Regions from separate parts of the Zea mays genome. Here region 1 is linked to region 2. The links are chromatin contacts, called in public Hi-C maps. All regions are on one chromosome and are shown on one strand. Each heading gives the region's core, a stretch centred on a gene start, on an enhancer-like site or on the middle of the called end of the contact. The rest is flanking DNA. Distances are from core to core; before and after follow the strand shown. Region 1 holds the start of LOC100304117 (translation initiation factor eIF-2B delta subunit). Region 2 holds the start of LOC103626043 (9-cis-epoxycarotenoid dioxygenase 1, chloroplastic-like).

What was found. A called contact is a pair of places that touch in the nucleus more often than the background predicts.
Region 1: a contact with region 2 is called in a Hi-C map of leaf, with 10 times the contacts expected there. The contact joins the promoter of LOC100304117 here to the promoter of LOC103626043 in region 2. A contact is called at or near these places in 12 of 25 Hi-C or Micro-C datasets (bundle sheath, ear, endosperm and 4 more) and 1 of 3 datasets of contacts at active chromatin or transcription factors (leaf).

The regions. Positions count from the first base shown.
Region 1 is chr5:17,806,120-17,813,728 of Zm-B73-REFERENCE-NAM-5.0, reverse strand. LOC100304117 (translation initiation factor eIF-2B delta subunit) reads right to left here and starts at 4,193. Exons shown (of 7, transcript NM_001165599.1): 1 at 3,704-4,193; 2 at 2,047-2,187; 3 at 1,485-1,834. The coding sequence starts at 4,085.
Region 2 is chr5:17,614,776-17,622,030 of Zm-B73-REFERENCE-NAM-5.0, reverse strand. LOC103626043 (9-cis-epoxycarotenoid dioxygenase 1, chloroplastic-like) reads left to right here and starts at 5,782. Exons shown (of 1, transcript XM_008646423.2): 1 at 5,782-7,255. The coding sequence starts at 5,991.

The DNA.
Region 1 (7,609 bases), core at 2,944-5,443, 190 kb before region 2:
TATAGTAAAAGTCCACATGAGTCAATCATATTTTGCCAAAATGGACAATAATCAGTTTAAAAGGGGAGCCTTGTCGCAGTGGTAAAGCTGCTGTCTTGTGACGGGTTCGAGTCGTGGAAACGGCTCTTGCAAATGCAGTGAAAGACTGTACTATAACCTAAATGGATCCGATCCTTCCCCAGGCCCCACGCACGTGGGAGTACATGCACCGGGACAATGATCAGTTTATATAATTTTTATTGGTTATTTTCTTTACTACTCAGAAGTCAGAACCACCAAAGACCAAACATCTAAACAATCAACAACAACAATAATAACAACATAAATCTGACCTTGCAAACTAGTTTTGCCTGGGACTAAATCGTATATTTTGACCAGCATACAACTTAATATAGTAAAGAGGAATCACCATGCACCATTAAACATTTACAACATAATATATAGCTAAATTCAAGCTCAGAAGGAGACATGCTGAAGTGATCTCAAGGAACAGATTTTCAAGAATTCAACAATGTGCAGAAGACAAACAGGGCTATTCAACTGGGAAATGCAATTTTACTATGCATGTACATCCGTGGAACTCTGCTTTCCTAAGAGTTCCCAACAAAATTCATAATAAATCAAAAACAAAGCATAAGCCTTATACCCCGTTTGGATGTAGATATTGGAGCGCAGAATTGAGAATTGGAATCAGGTTTCCTAAATTCTGTTGTTTGGTTGCATGTGGAATTGAGATTTGGAGTCAAAGGCTCAATTCTCTGGAATTGGACTATAACTAGAAACCCCATCTCCCAATACAAAGCCTCACCCCTCGGTATTGCGTGGAATTAAACCGCACAATTCCAAACTACAATTCAGTGACATCCAAACAATAGGATTGGAATTACATCTTATTTCAATACCATGCCTGATTTGGCAATTGGCATTAAACCCAATTCAATTCCATCATCTCCAATATCTACATCCAAACGGAGCATTAGTGACTTAGCTCTTGTGCAAAGAAGACTAATCTTTAGTATTCTTTTTGTATATAGAGCTAGAGCGCATATGAACATATTATGCAAAGTCTTTGGCAGTTGTACATATTTAACATTATCTACATATATGGATATTGGAAAGAGAAAAAAAGAGCTGAATTGTATACAAAAAAAATCAACTTAGGTGCAGGACATATTTCAAGGCCAAAACAAGTTGAGGGTGTCTTGAGTTTCAGCCCAGGTCAAAATTCTTAGGACCAAGAGAGCAAGGTAATCCAACATCCAGTGATTAGTAAGACAGCAATGACTGTTTCATCTATGATCAACTATCCGCGTATCTGTAGAAGTAACCCAACAGTTGCATGTTACATAGCTTCCTACACCTTAGTCCTACTCCAAATGCATGAAGATCTTACGTGGGTGAAGAATAGATCATTGACTAATCCTGCTTGAGATCTATAATAAGAGTACATAAATGTCTGGGTAGGTTTAAAACACAAAAGTTACCTTGTATACAGAAGGATGCATTGGTTCTAATTGAAAGAATTTTGACTCGAGGTCAGGAAGCTGAGTGCCATGCACATACTGAGGAAGATGCCTGAACAGTTCAACTCTGTTTTGAGCTTCTGATTGGTTGACTACCGCACGTTTTTTTGCTTTCTCCACCTTATGCACATCATCAAACTGCATGCGGGGATGGGGAGCATCTAATTTTTTTTCTCTTTCTGGAGGACGTTCAGTAGCCTTCTTCTCAGAAGCAAGTGTACTTGCAGCTTGGGGCACATCTTTCTTCTGAGCAGTTTTTGCTGGCTTGGCTTGCTTGGACATCGCAGCACCAGCAGATTTTCCTGATTTATCTGTAAATGAAAAGTAATATGAAAATCTGATTGGGAGCTATGCTTCCGTTAAACACATGCAAGATCATCATAACAAAGTTGAACATATTCATAGGCACATTTTCCACCACCAAACTCTAGGCCAACAAACAAAAAATACAAATTGGAAATGCTGAGAGGCTTTTTGTGTGATTCAAGCAGCGCTCCACAAAACCCTATATCATGGCAATTACCTGCCTCCTTCGCTGCAGCTTTAGCAGCACGTTGGGCCTCCTGAATTGCACGTCTCTCTGCCTTCGAGGTTTTCTGCTTTTGTGGAATGGAAGCTGGAGCACCCTCATTCCGTATTTCAGCCAAACCACACTTGTTTTCTTCTGAAACAAACTTATGTGCACGTATATAAATAAAATTGTCAAATAATTTTCTCAACCAAATTTAATAGATATTAACCATTATATGCCAAAATTAACATACAGAAACCAGCACAACTACAACTTCCTGATTTTCATTCAGACATCCCCCAAATAACCTTTATGCTAAAAAACAACAAATTGTCAGTTAGGTAGATTGATCTCTTAACAACTATATCACATATAAAGTTATAAACCACAATCAGTCACCATAACCCAAAGATCCAAACAATCTGATTATTATTATCCATAATCCTAATTATTACAATACTATGCATAATCCAGATTATAATAATCTAGTTGTGATCCAAACAGCCCCTTAGTATGGTCATACCATAAACCAAGGTACGCTGATCTCTTAACTACCATAGCACATATACAACATGTTTGCTAAAGAACAACAAATTAGGTGTAAGTGATTAACCTAAGCTAGCGCTTGTGACAATCTATATGTATTGTAGCTTCAAAGACCTACTTATGTTAAATCCACAAATCCAAACCATTATTGCTTGGTCAAAAACTATATACAAACGAAAACTACATGAGCCTCCTATTGATAAATCATGTCCACGATAGAAACAAAGTTCAAATTATAACCAATATATCCATGACTCTTAGCTTGACTAACGGCAAGGAATAATAAACTTTCTTTAAAAAATGTTTTATTATGAATACTAACTAATGAAGCTTCCTCCTATATTAGAATTAAAAAATAATATGGCCATTAGAAGTGAAAGCAAACAAAGTGCATAATAAATTGTCATAGAACATAGAAGTGTTAAATAAGTATTTGGTACGATAGAAATACCTTTAGCAATAGAATATAAATAAAAAATATTTTTTACTATCCTACTGTGATGGTAAGAGGAACAAATTTGTTCATATAAAAAAATTGAACAAACTTTATCTTAAGTAGGTCACCCGCAGCAGAGAGGAAGGTTTTTAAAGTCTAACGTCCTTTAAGGTAACAGTGGACATGGTCTAATAGAACTCTCCATGCACAAACAGCTCCAGGTAAACCAACAAAATAATGGTTATATTTGAATTTGGCAACCAAACTGAGACAGTATGGTCCTATCTGAAAAACAGTCTTCCCTCACCATGGGCTTGGTGTCTCCCTCAACATGTCTGTTATATAAATGTGTGTTTGTAATTCCTAAATCGTTTTCTTAAGTTTAGTTTTACAAAAGCCTCTCAGGTACTAATATTTCATGAATAATACCACATCTAAATGTTACAGGTTATTTATGTGCACACTAACGTCAGTTTGTCAAGAGTCCAAGCAAGTTTCAGAGAGAAGCAAGTACACTTTGCTTAGCTCTAAACTTTCAAGTGTTGATTGCATGGCCGCGAGCCTTCCTATTTTAAAGGTAAATACTACTTAGAAGCTCCTCTGGTTCGCTACCATGGCAGTATAAACCAATCCCATTCCCACCCCCAAAGCAACGGCCAATGGCAATCTCATGATTTGATAGAGTACCTAGCTCCACAGCAGAAGGAGCGCGTGACCAGGAGTCGTCGTCGCCGATCTCGGACACGATGTCGAGGCGCGGGGACGAACGCACGGGCGCAGAAGTGGCGAGGACGACGTCGGCCGCCGCCGGGGGGTGTGGGCCCAGGGCGAGGTGGTCGGCATGGCGCGGGGGAGGGATCATGACAGGGGAAAGGCGCCCCTGGGAGAAGTCGTCTGACGCCGGAGGCGACGCCGTGACCGGCCTCTGCTGCGCCGATGGTGCCTGGACCACCGCGGCGGGGGGCATGGGCTCGGACGGCGCGGAGGCATCCGGGGTGAAGAAGCCGACCTGGCGGATCTTGGGCTCCACGCCGCCCGACGAGGAGCGCGGCGGGCGGCGAAGATCCATGGCCGCTGACGGCGGCGAGGGTTTGGTTGGGGGTTTGGGGCGGCGCTCGAGACGAGTGTGTGACTGTGGGAGCCTGGGAGGGGAGCGAGCAAGAGAGGTTGGGGAACTGGGGATCCTCACGGCTGCGGCTGAGCACACGACACGAGCGATGATGGTGGACCACTGAACTGGGTGCAGGCGTCGTGATCGCCTCTGACGTGCCCGAGAGCCTGGGCCATGGGCGTTGGTGGGCGTGGTCTGCGGAGGTTTATTCATTTTGTTTTTTTTTTCTTTTTCGATAGGACGGCAGAGCCGCAGAGGTGTTGGTGCCCGAAGTGGCCGAAGGGGGTAATTGGGCCGACCAGAGCTTTGCATCACACCGGGCTGCTTTTATGTGACCAAAAGCTCATGGCACTTGAACAATCTGACTGAGCAGGAGACCTATAGGAAGGGATTTAATCCTTTCTAATTCACCTCAATCCACCTCTAAGTGGAAGTCCTAATTGTGTGTTCTATCCACGATGTTGTTCCTACCTTGTGTGCACCAACCACTTGATAGGCATAGGTATGATAATGGATCATGATCCAAATATCTCTTCACAAAGTTAAGACACTTAAATAATTTTAGTTCAAAAATGAATATGAATACAAACCGATCCTAATTCGATTTAATCCTTAAAATCTGTAGTATAAAATTTAGAGTTCATTACCACCCCTACAACCCTAGATACCCATGCGCATGTGAAGTTTTGTTCAGCCCATAGTCCTACGTATGTACGCATATATACGTTGGTCCTCTCAGTCACGCGGCCGACCAGCTCATGAACCACTATTGAAGATAGGTGACTTCCCACTCCTGCAACTCCTGCATTTAGGGAGTGTTTAGCATATAGCTCTAGAAGAGGCTTGCTAGAGCTAGTTAAATACCATAACAATTGTAAGTTTTATGAAGTTTTTAGAGTTACAGTATATTAGAGTATCTTTTTTATTGTTCTATAGTCCTAAAAAAGCAAACTAGACACAGAGTTTAAAGGCATTTACCAGCCACCACTATTGTTATGAGAAAGCATTTTAAACTCCTGAGCATAGTTGCTCCACCTAGAGTTTTAGAACAGAGCTCCTCTACAATGCAACAAAGCCATGTCAAATACCCACTTAATATGGGTTGAGATAAAATTGATACTGAAATAACCCTTAGTACCGATTCTAACCATCAAAGCTCTAAGAGAAGCATTAGTATCGGTTTGCAAGAGCCCAAGACAAGATCAAAGAAACCATGTCGAAAAGACATGAAGAAATAAAAAAATGGGTTGCTTAGTAGCATCAAACGTGTCCATTCAAACACCAGATAAAATATCATATAGAAATTACATTGTGTATTAAAGAAAGGGCTATAGAAACACAGAACACCAAACACATATGTGTGCACTAGACATCACACTGGATGGGCACTAAAAACTCAAGAAAATCTACAACGTGTTTGGAGATATCTATAAGACACTAGACATGTCCCGTGTACTATTAAATACCCCACCGAACAGGGTACTAAGAGAGGTTGTATAACAACCCGAGAAGGGCTACAGTGCACCGAACATATTCGGTGTAACATCGGTCAAAGCATCAGATGTCGTTACTCAAACAACCAACAGTGGCTAGTTCCAATGGTTAACTAACATGGACAAGCATCGGGCAGTCTGGTGCCTAGCTACATTGGAGTATGTCCGGTGAGTACGGAAAAGTTTTGTATTGCTTTCAATAGCTAGTTTTGGATTTGGGGGATATATATACCCGCCAAACCCTGCACTAGGTGGGGGCTGAGAAACATTGCTAGAGAGTTGAAACTCCATTTTTGTAGCTCTAGACACCCAAGTGTTCAAAGATCATTCGATGATTAACGTAGGTGCCTTACAAAGTGCTTAGTTTAATTAGTTAGATCGCTCTATTAACATTTTCTCTAGATTTTCCTAGTGGTTAGAAGCGAGGTTAGACACCCTCAAACCCTTGATGCTTGTGCACACTATTTTATCTGTACCGAGTACAAGAATATTGACCTTCTATGATGTTCTGATGGTATCATAACCGTCACAGAAGGCCTACAATTAAAGGTCTTCTATGATGAAACATTATAAATTAGGACGTTCCAAATGAGGAATATTCTTAGAAATGTCGTAATTTATGATGTTCCTTAATAAAAACGTCACATAAGACCTTGACTTACGCACCTTTTGTGACGCTTATGGTACCATCAGAACGTCATTAAAGGTCAATCTTCTTGTAGCTATTACGAAATCACACAAATCATGTTTGTGGTGTAACTGCCACAATGTATTGAATGAAACGAGGCTCATGGCGTTTCAGCCGGAAACACGGTAGAAGGCGGGGAGCATCTAAGAGAGGCAAAAATCGGAGCACCATTTGCGTGTCGAGAAGGCCTAGGGCTATCCACATAGTTATCTGACTAGGAGCTTGGACCTCGCTTGGGACTCTAACAAGGATTAGGGGGATGTTTGTGTGCTTCTCGATACGTCGGCAAAAATACTGGCACATGAACGAGAGTTTGCATCTGTATCTCTTTTAAGCTTCCATATTTATATTGTATTACCTTGGTTATGTGCTTTAGCTTCCTAGTTTAGTCATAGATTAGTGGATAGGCTTGGAATCCGAGTTATATAACTCCTTACGTTAGAGGTAACAACACTTAGTCAAAATCATAGTTATACATATGATAGCTTGGTTCTTTGTATAGACTTTGACTAGGAGAAAATAACATCATAGATTAGAGAGAAATTATATTGTCTAACACCCTCTTAGGCATCACCAGTCCCTTCAAATTTCTCACATTTAAAATTATTTTTTAAAAGACCTTAAAGGGAGAAACAACCAAAACCAAAGTTGTAGATCATGAAAAGTTTTAAAACTTTGTAGTTGATAACTTCTTTATTTGAACTTGTTTAGGATCTCAAATACTCATATAAAAGTTGGATCAAGATAAAATATGGCGGACATATATTGTATAATGCCTGCTCAAGCTAGTACAACTACAAATTGATGGCATAATGCCCCTTGCTGGAGAACCACGACAAAATGTCTGCTCAAGCTAGTACAACTACAAATTGAAGGTCGACCGCAACTATTGCATGCAAGCCATCACCACTTGCGTTGGTCGACCGGTTTGTTGTGTTTCACGTGTGAGCGGTGAACAAGCACCTAATCTTACTATGGTTAGTGAGCACCTAGATTCAGTAGAAGACTAACTACACACTATCGGAATCTAGCTCTTTGCCAAGGGAAATTTATCGGACACTCGACAAAACTTACTTTGTCGTGTACTACGTACACTCAGCACAATAAAGCACACAACGAAGAGTGTGTTGCCGAGAGCTGAACCCTCGGCATAAAATGGTACTCAGCAAAGACGGCTTTGCCAAGAGCCGAACGCTCGACATAATTGAAAGGGAATTAGGCTTACACCTCTTTCCCAATTAATTTTGGTGGTTGAATTGCCCAACACAAATAATTGGACTAACTAGTTTGCTCTAGTCTAT
Region 2 (7,255 bases), core at 4,533-7,032:
GTGGAGAAGAAGGAGTCAGGTGAGCTTAGAGTATGCATTGATTTTCGCAATTAAAATAAAGCAACTCCTAAAGATGAGTATCCCATGCCCATAGCCGACACATTAATCAATAATGCATCAGGAAATAGAATTATTAGCTTTCTTGATGGTAATGCCGGATATAATCAGATTTTCATGGCCGAAGAGGATGCGTCTAAAACGACCTTTATATGTCCAGGCTTCATTGGTTTATTTGAGTGGGTTGTCATGACATTTGGTCTTAAAAATGCTGGTGCTACTTATCAGAGGGCTATGAATTTGATCTTCCATGAGCTGTTGGGAAACACTGTGGAAGTCTACATTGATGATATTGTAGTCAAATCGGTTGAGTTTAGTTCTCATGTAGCTGATTTGCACAAAGCCTTTGATAAAATGCGTCGGTATGGTTTGAAAATGAATCCACGTAAATGTGCTTTTGGAGTGTCAGCTGGTAAGTTTTTAGGATTTGTCATACATGAACATGGTATAGAGATAGACCCTGACCGAATCAAGTCTATTCGGAATGTGGAACCTCCGACCTGTAAGGTCGAAGTGCAGAAGTTTCTCGGCAAGGTGAATTATTTACGAAGTTTTATCTCTAACATAGTCGGGAAGATTGATGCCTTCACCCCTATCCTTCGGCTTAAGAATGATGCCGAATTCGCTTGGGGGGCAGAGCAGCAGGAAGCATTTGATCTCATTAAAAAATACTTGTCTTCGGCTCTCGTATTAAAAGCACCACAAGCAGGAGTACCATTCAGATTATACATTGCAGCTGAAGATAAGGTCATTGGGGCTGTTCTGACACAAGAAACTGAAGGAAAGGAGCATGTGGTGACATATCTAAGTCGGAGGTTGGTGGATGTTGAAATGATGTACACTTTTATTTAGAAGTTATGCTTATGCTTGTTTTATGCATGCACCAAGTGTAGATGTTATTTACTGTCTAGTCATTGCACGGTTTCTGTTCAAGCCGATGTGATCAAATACATGTTGCATAACCCGATTATGAGTGGTAGAATTGGTAAGTGGGCGTATGCACTCATAGAATATGACTTGCCTATGAACCATTTAAATCTATGAGAGGCCAGGTCGTAGCGGATTTTATTATAGAACATCGGATTAATGATACTCATAAACTAGACATGTCATACCTCACTATTACTCCTTGGACTTTATATTTTGATGGATCGGTTTGCAATGAAGGGCAAGAAATTGGCATCGTACTTGTTTTACCAAGTGATGTCTCCTTCGACTTCTCTAGCCGATTGAAAACTTATTGCACTAACAATCAAGCCGAATATGAGGCCCTTTTGTTCGGCTTGGAACTTTTAAATTGTATGGGAGTAAAACATGTGAAGGCATTTGGTGATTCTCAGCTGGTCGTCCAACAGGTGTTAGAAGAATATCAATGTTTTGATGGTACTCTAAATAGTTACCTTGAAAAATGTTGGGGCATAATTCATTCTTTTGACGAATTAAGTATTCGGCATATCTTTAGAGTTGAGAATCATAGAGCTAACAATTTGGCACAAGATGCATCAGGTTATCGGATAAAGCGAGGGAGATTTCACAACACTGAAAGTTTGATAACCGATGCAGGGCCAATTCCCCAGGTCGCGTTCCGTCCGAGTAAAGACTCCGGACTGTCCGAGGTTACCGGGAAAGTTCTCCTAATTGATTCGGCTGATAATGAAGCCGATGTAAGTGATTGGAGGACGCCCATAACTAATTATTTACGAAATCCCAATATCAGGACAGATAAGAACATTCGGCGTACAACTTTCAAGTATGTTTTGATGAGTGATGAACTCTACCGCCGAACAGTCAACAACGTCTTGCTTAAGTGCTTGTGCCCAGATGATGCTATATTAGCCATGGCCGAAGTACATGAAGGAATTTGTGGTACCCATCAATCGGCTCCAAAGATGAAGTGGTTGTTGCGAAGGTCTGGTTTTTATTGGCCTAACATGATAGCTGATTGTTTCTAGTACTACAAAGGATGCCAAGTATGTCAAATATTCGGTGACTTACAGTTGGTCCCTACAGCCGAATTACACCCTATCATCAAGCCTTGGCCTTTCAGAGGATGAGGATTGTACTTTATAGGAGAAATTCATCCTTTATCATCAAAGGGGCATAGGTTCGTGTTAGTTGCCACTGACTACTTTACCAAATGGACTGAAGCCGTTGCTCTGAAAAACATGACACATAAGGAGGTAATTGAGTTCATAACTGAACATATTATTCATAGATTCGACATTCCCCAGACCTTGACTACAGATCAAGGGACTTCTTTTATGTCAAAAGAGGTATGTGAGTTTGCCGAATTATATAGAATTAAGTTGCTCAATTTATCTCCATATTATGCTCAGGCCAATGGACAGGCCGAGTCCAGTAATAGGACATTGATTAACTTGATAAAAAAGAAGATATCTGGTAATCCTAAGCATTGGCATAAGATTTTGTCTGAAGCTTTATGGGCTCACAGAATATCTAAACACGGTGCTACTAAAGTATCTCCTTTTAAGCTTGTCTATGAGCAGGAAGTAGTGTTGCCTGTGAAAATAAGTAAATAAGTTTAAATGCTGTCAGGTTCGCCAGACAAAATGATTTAACTGTTATGGATTATTATAATTCAATGATGGATAATATTGATGAGGTGACCGACAGAAGGGTGATAGCTTTGGGAGCAATAGAAAAGGACAAGATCATGGATGCTAGGGTCTACAATAAGAAGGTCAAAGCAAAGTCATTTCAAGTAGGGGGCCTGGTGTGGAAGACCATCCTGCCTCTAAGGAATAAAGACCGAAAGTTTGGAAAATGGTCGCTAAGCTGGGAGGGTCCATATAAAGTAAAACAGGTAATGTCTGGTAACGCCTATTTATTGCAAACATTACAAGGCAAAGATTTACGGAAAGCCTTGAATGGGCGTTTCCTCAAGCAGTACCATCCTAGTATGTGGCAAGATGCTTAATAAAATCGATGTAATCACATCGAGTTAGTTGCTTTTGGTTTGCTCAGCTCCACCAAAAGGCAGGGGGCATATGTTGGGCATCAAAAAGAGGCCGGACGGTCCGCCCCTGGGGCCGGACGGTCCGCCCCTGGGGCCGGACGGTCCGCCCAGAACAGATTAGGGTTCCGAGTTTTTTTTGCTGTGTTTGTTAGCTAGATTCTCGGAATTAACTCGGGGAGTTTGTTCGTAACGGGTCCAGCCCTCCTCTATAAATATAGAGGACGACCGATTTGTAATCATCAATCGAATCAATAACAATTCTATTTCGCATTTATTTCTTAGGAGTAGTTCTAGTTTAGCTTTCCAATCACTAAATTCTTCGCTTCTCTTCGACTCTACGTCGATTAGAGGAGTCTAGGTCGGCCTCCCGAGCCTAGACATCACCTAGTATCTCTCCTCCCCGACGGGGTCCCTCCCGGGAGCGAGATCCAGGCGCCGTCGGTGATCTTCCGCCGCCCCTGCGTACGCGCGGACCGTCCAGTCCCAGAGCGCGGACCGTCCGGCCGTCAGACAGGAACCATAGCCTCGCGTCAGGCCGCGGACCGTCCACCCCTGTGCAGAGAGCACCGTCGCTGGTTCGTGTTGAGTGATTGGCGCACTAAAAAGATGTCAAGAGGCTCACAAGAGATTAGTTCTGGTTCCACGTCAGATTAGTACTAGTTCCAATGCACTGGAAACCCTTTGCCGTCAATGACTTGGCTTCACCGGCCGCCGGCGAGAAGACAGCGACCGATCGACCGTACGTCGTTTGGCAGCCGACCCTCTACGAAACCAATTGGCACGAGTCACTCCGATCCACAGTCAACAAAAGAGCTCGCACAAAGTCTATGTTGTTTGCGCGCACAAGTCTCGCAAAGGCCATCGCCCGCGTGGGTTTTAATTCGGCCGTGTCGCGCTCGCGCGCGGAGCCGCTCACGTCGTCCACGGTGGTTCGGCGACGGTCGGGCCCTTGCCTAGCTACCGACCGGGCACCATCATTCTACCCCGTGCGTGCCCAGGAAACACGAAGGTCCCGTGTAAAACGTTGTCCGGCAAGCTGCGGGCCGGCCGGCCGGAAGCTAGGACGGAACATGGCGCCGCCGAGCGCCGGCGCGCGGGGCGTACGTACGTGCCAGAGATGGGGTGGGGGCATGCATGCACGCGCGCGGCGCGGCCGCCCACGCGGGGATGTCATCTTGGCAAGAGCTAGCTAGCGGAGGTAGGGGAGCCGCGCGTGGGTGCTGTCTGTCGTGTCAGCACGGCGCTCGGACGCCGGGGCGCGCGCATGCGGTCGCGCGGCAGGTAATAAGCCCCTGGAGGACGGACGTGGCGGCCGTGCAGAGCCCCCCCGAGCGACGCGCCGTAAAGGCCGGGAAGAGGACGCCCGCCGCCGTCCGCGCCATGCTTCGCTTGCATTGCCAGCACCTGACAAATTTTGATGAAGGGCCGCCCGCCGCCTTGTCCCCGTGTTCCTTGGCTGGGAGCCGGAGGGTGATTTTTTTCCTGGCTTGGATGACGCCTGTTTTGGACGGGACCGGCGACAAATGCTGATCAGGTGATGTTCAGTTTAATAAGGATGCCCGGGCGGTCTGCGAGTGTGAATCGCGGGCCGGCCGGTCTGCAGATTTTGTTACTAGCACCGGTTCTTCGTCGCCGACCAGCAGGCGCGATCAACGACGTTGTTCTGCGATCGTGGCAACAGATTGGAACCCCGGGCACATATAGTTTGTCCGACTGTCCCCGGGCGCGGCGAGAACAAGCCCGAGGCGGGGATCTGCGCCCCTGCCGGCTTCGGTCGGCGGCGGTTTGTCCCAGGTTCAGGTTCAGGTTCAGGTTCAGTTTCAGCGCGATCATCGCGGCGTATTCGCATCTCCACACCAGGAACGTCCCTTGGGGGACATCGACTGGAGAGCAGGCGTACTCGTGTCTTGAGTGATTCATACTGCGGGCAACAAGGCAAAGTTTATTACTAGGGACTTGACAAGTTGGCCGCACTGGGCAGCTGCGGCACATTTGGCACGGGGCCGGGAGCAGCAAGGAAGCGCAGTCAAGATTGTCTGACAGCATCAGATCGTACCATCGTATTTGGTATTTACAAATAGTATATCTTATGTAAGATTTTGTAACTTGAATAATATTCTATTACATCTAAACTATTTAAAAACTCGTTTGTATTAATTATTGTATGGTACTGTGGGATTGTAGTATCAAAAATTAAGAATTTTTTTTGTATGTACAATCGCGTTGAGCCTATAGGTAATGCCAGGATGGAATTTAAGAGACATCAGGTAGAATCATTTTGATATATAGTGGGATCCTAATATATATACTCGGTGCACTAGAGTACGGATCGGGATATTGACAGCTCTAACCGAGGAAGAGACAAACATATCCCAGGTATGGGCTGCGCGCCGGAGAAGACTCGATCGCGAGTCCCTAGCAGCAGACTCAGCTACTCGCCTACTGCAGTTGCTGCCAACAAAAATACCCTACGACTACGACTACGAGGAGCAGCACCAGCACCAGCACCAGCCAGCCACAGGCACCAGGTAAGCACAGTGGGCCACGCAAAGCAATCGCGAGGCGGGGCGGGGCCGCGGGTACGTCCCCGTCATTGCGCCCCCCCCCCCCCCCCCCCCCCCCCCCCTCCCGCTGCGCACCACGTGGGCTCCCCTGTCCGCGTCGCGAAGCGCAAATTCATTCTTGGACTCGCGGCCCGTTCAAACCGCCCACCACTCTACTCTCCTCCACCCGCGCCGCCCGTCGTCGAGCTTCCCTCCCCTGCTCTGTCCCCGCGACTCCACCCTCTCTCTATAAATACAACCGCCGGCTCCTATCCCAAATCATCCATCACATTCTCAAGTACCGCCGCCACACCAACAGTGGAGAGTCCATCCTCCGCCGCCGCCCAGGCAATAACCCACTCGATCACGCAGAAACCCCCGCACGCGATCCCACGCCAATTCAGCCACCGCCGATGCAGGGTCTCGCCCCGCCCACCTCTGTCTCCATACACCGGCACCTGCCGGCCGGGTCCAGGGCCCGGGCCTCCAACTCCGTCAGGTTCTCGCCGCGCGCCGTCCGCTCCGTGCCGCACGAGTGCCTCCAGGCGCCGTTCCACGCCGACCTGCCGGCACCGTCCAAGAAGCCCACCGCCATTGCCGTCCCGAGGCACGCCGCGGCGCCGCGCAAGTCTGGCGGCGGCGGCGGCAAGAAGCAGCTCAACCTATTCCAGCGCGCGGCGGCGGCCGCGCTCGACGCGTTCGAGGAGGGGTTCGTGGCCAACGTCCTCGAGCGGCCCCGCGGGCTGCCCAGCACGGCCGACCCAGCCGTGCAGATCGCCGGCAACTTCGCGCCCGTCGGGGAGAGGCTGCCCGTGCATCGGCTCCCCGTCTCCGGCCGCATCCCGCCCTTCATCAGCGGCGTCTACGCGCGCAACGGCGCCAACCCCTGCTTCGACCCCGTCGCCGGGCACCACCTCTTCGACGGCGACGGCATGGTGCACGCGCTGCGGATACGCGACGGCGTCGCCGAGTCCTACGCCTGCCGCTTCACCGAGACCGCGCGCCTGACCCAGGAGCGCGCGGTCGGCCGCCCCGTCTTCCCCAAGGCCATCGGCGAGCTGCACGGCCACTCCGGGATCGCGCGCCTCGCCCTGTTCTACGCGCGCGCCGCGTGCGGCCTCGTCGACCCCTCGGCCGGCACCGGCGTCGCCAACGCCGGACTCGTCTACTTCAACGGCCGCCTCCTCGCCATGTCCGAGGACGACCTGCCGTACCACGTCCGCGTCGCGGACGACGGCGACCTCGAGACCGTCGGCCGCTACGACTTCGACGGCCAGCTCGGCTGCCCCATGATCGCGCACCCCAAGCTGGACCCGGCCACCGGGGAGCTGCACGCGCTCAGCTACGAGGTCGTCAGGAGGCCCTACCTCAAGTACTTCTACTTCAGGCCCGACGGCACCAAGTCCGACGACGTGGAGATCCCGCTGGCCCAGCCCACCATGATCCACGACTTCGCCATCACCGAGAACTTGGTCGTGGTGCCCGACCACCAGGTGGTGTTCAAGCTGCAGGAGATGCTGCGCGGCGGGTCGCCCGTGGTGCTGGACAGGGAGAAGACGTCGCGCTTCGGCGTCCTCCCGAAGCGCGCCGCGGACGCGTCGGAGATGGCGTGGGTGGACGTGCCGGACTGCTTCTGCTTCCACCTGTGGAACGCGTGGGAGGACGAGGCGACGGGCGA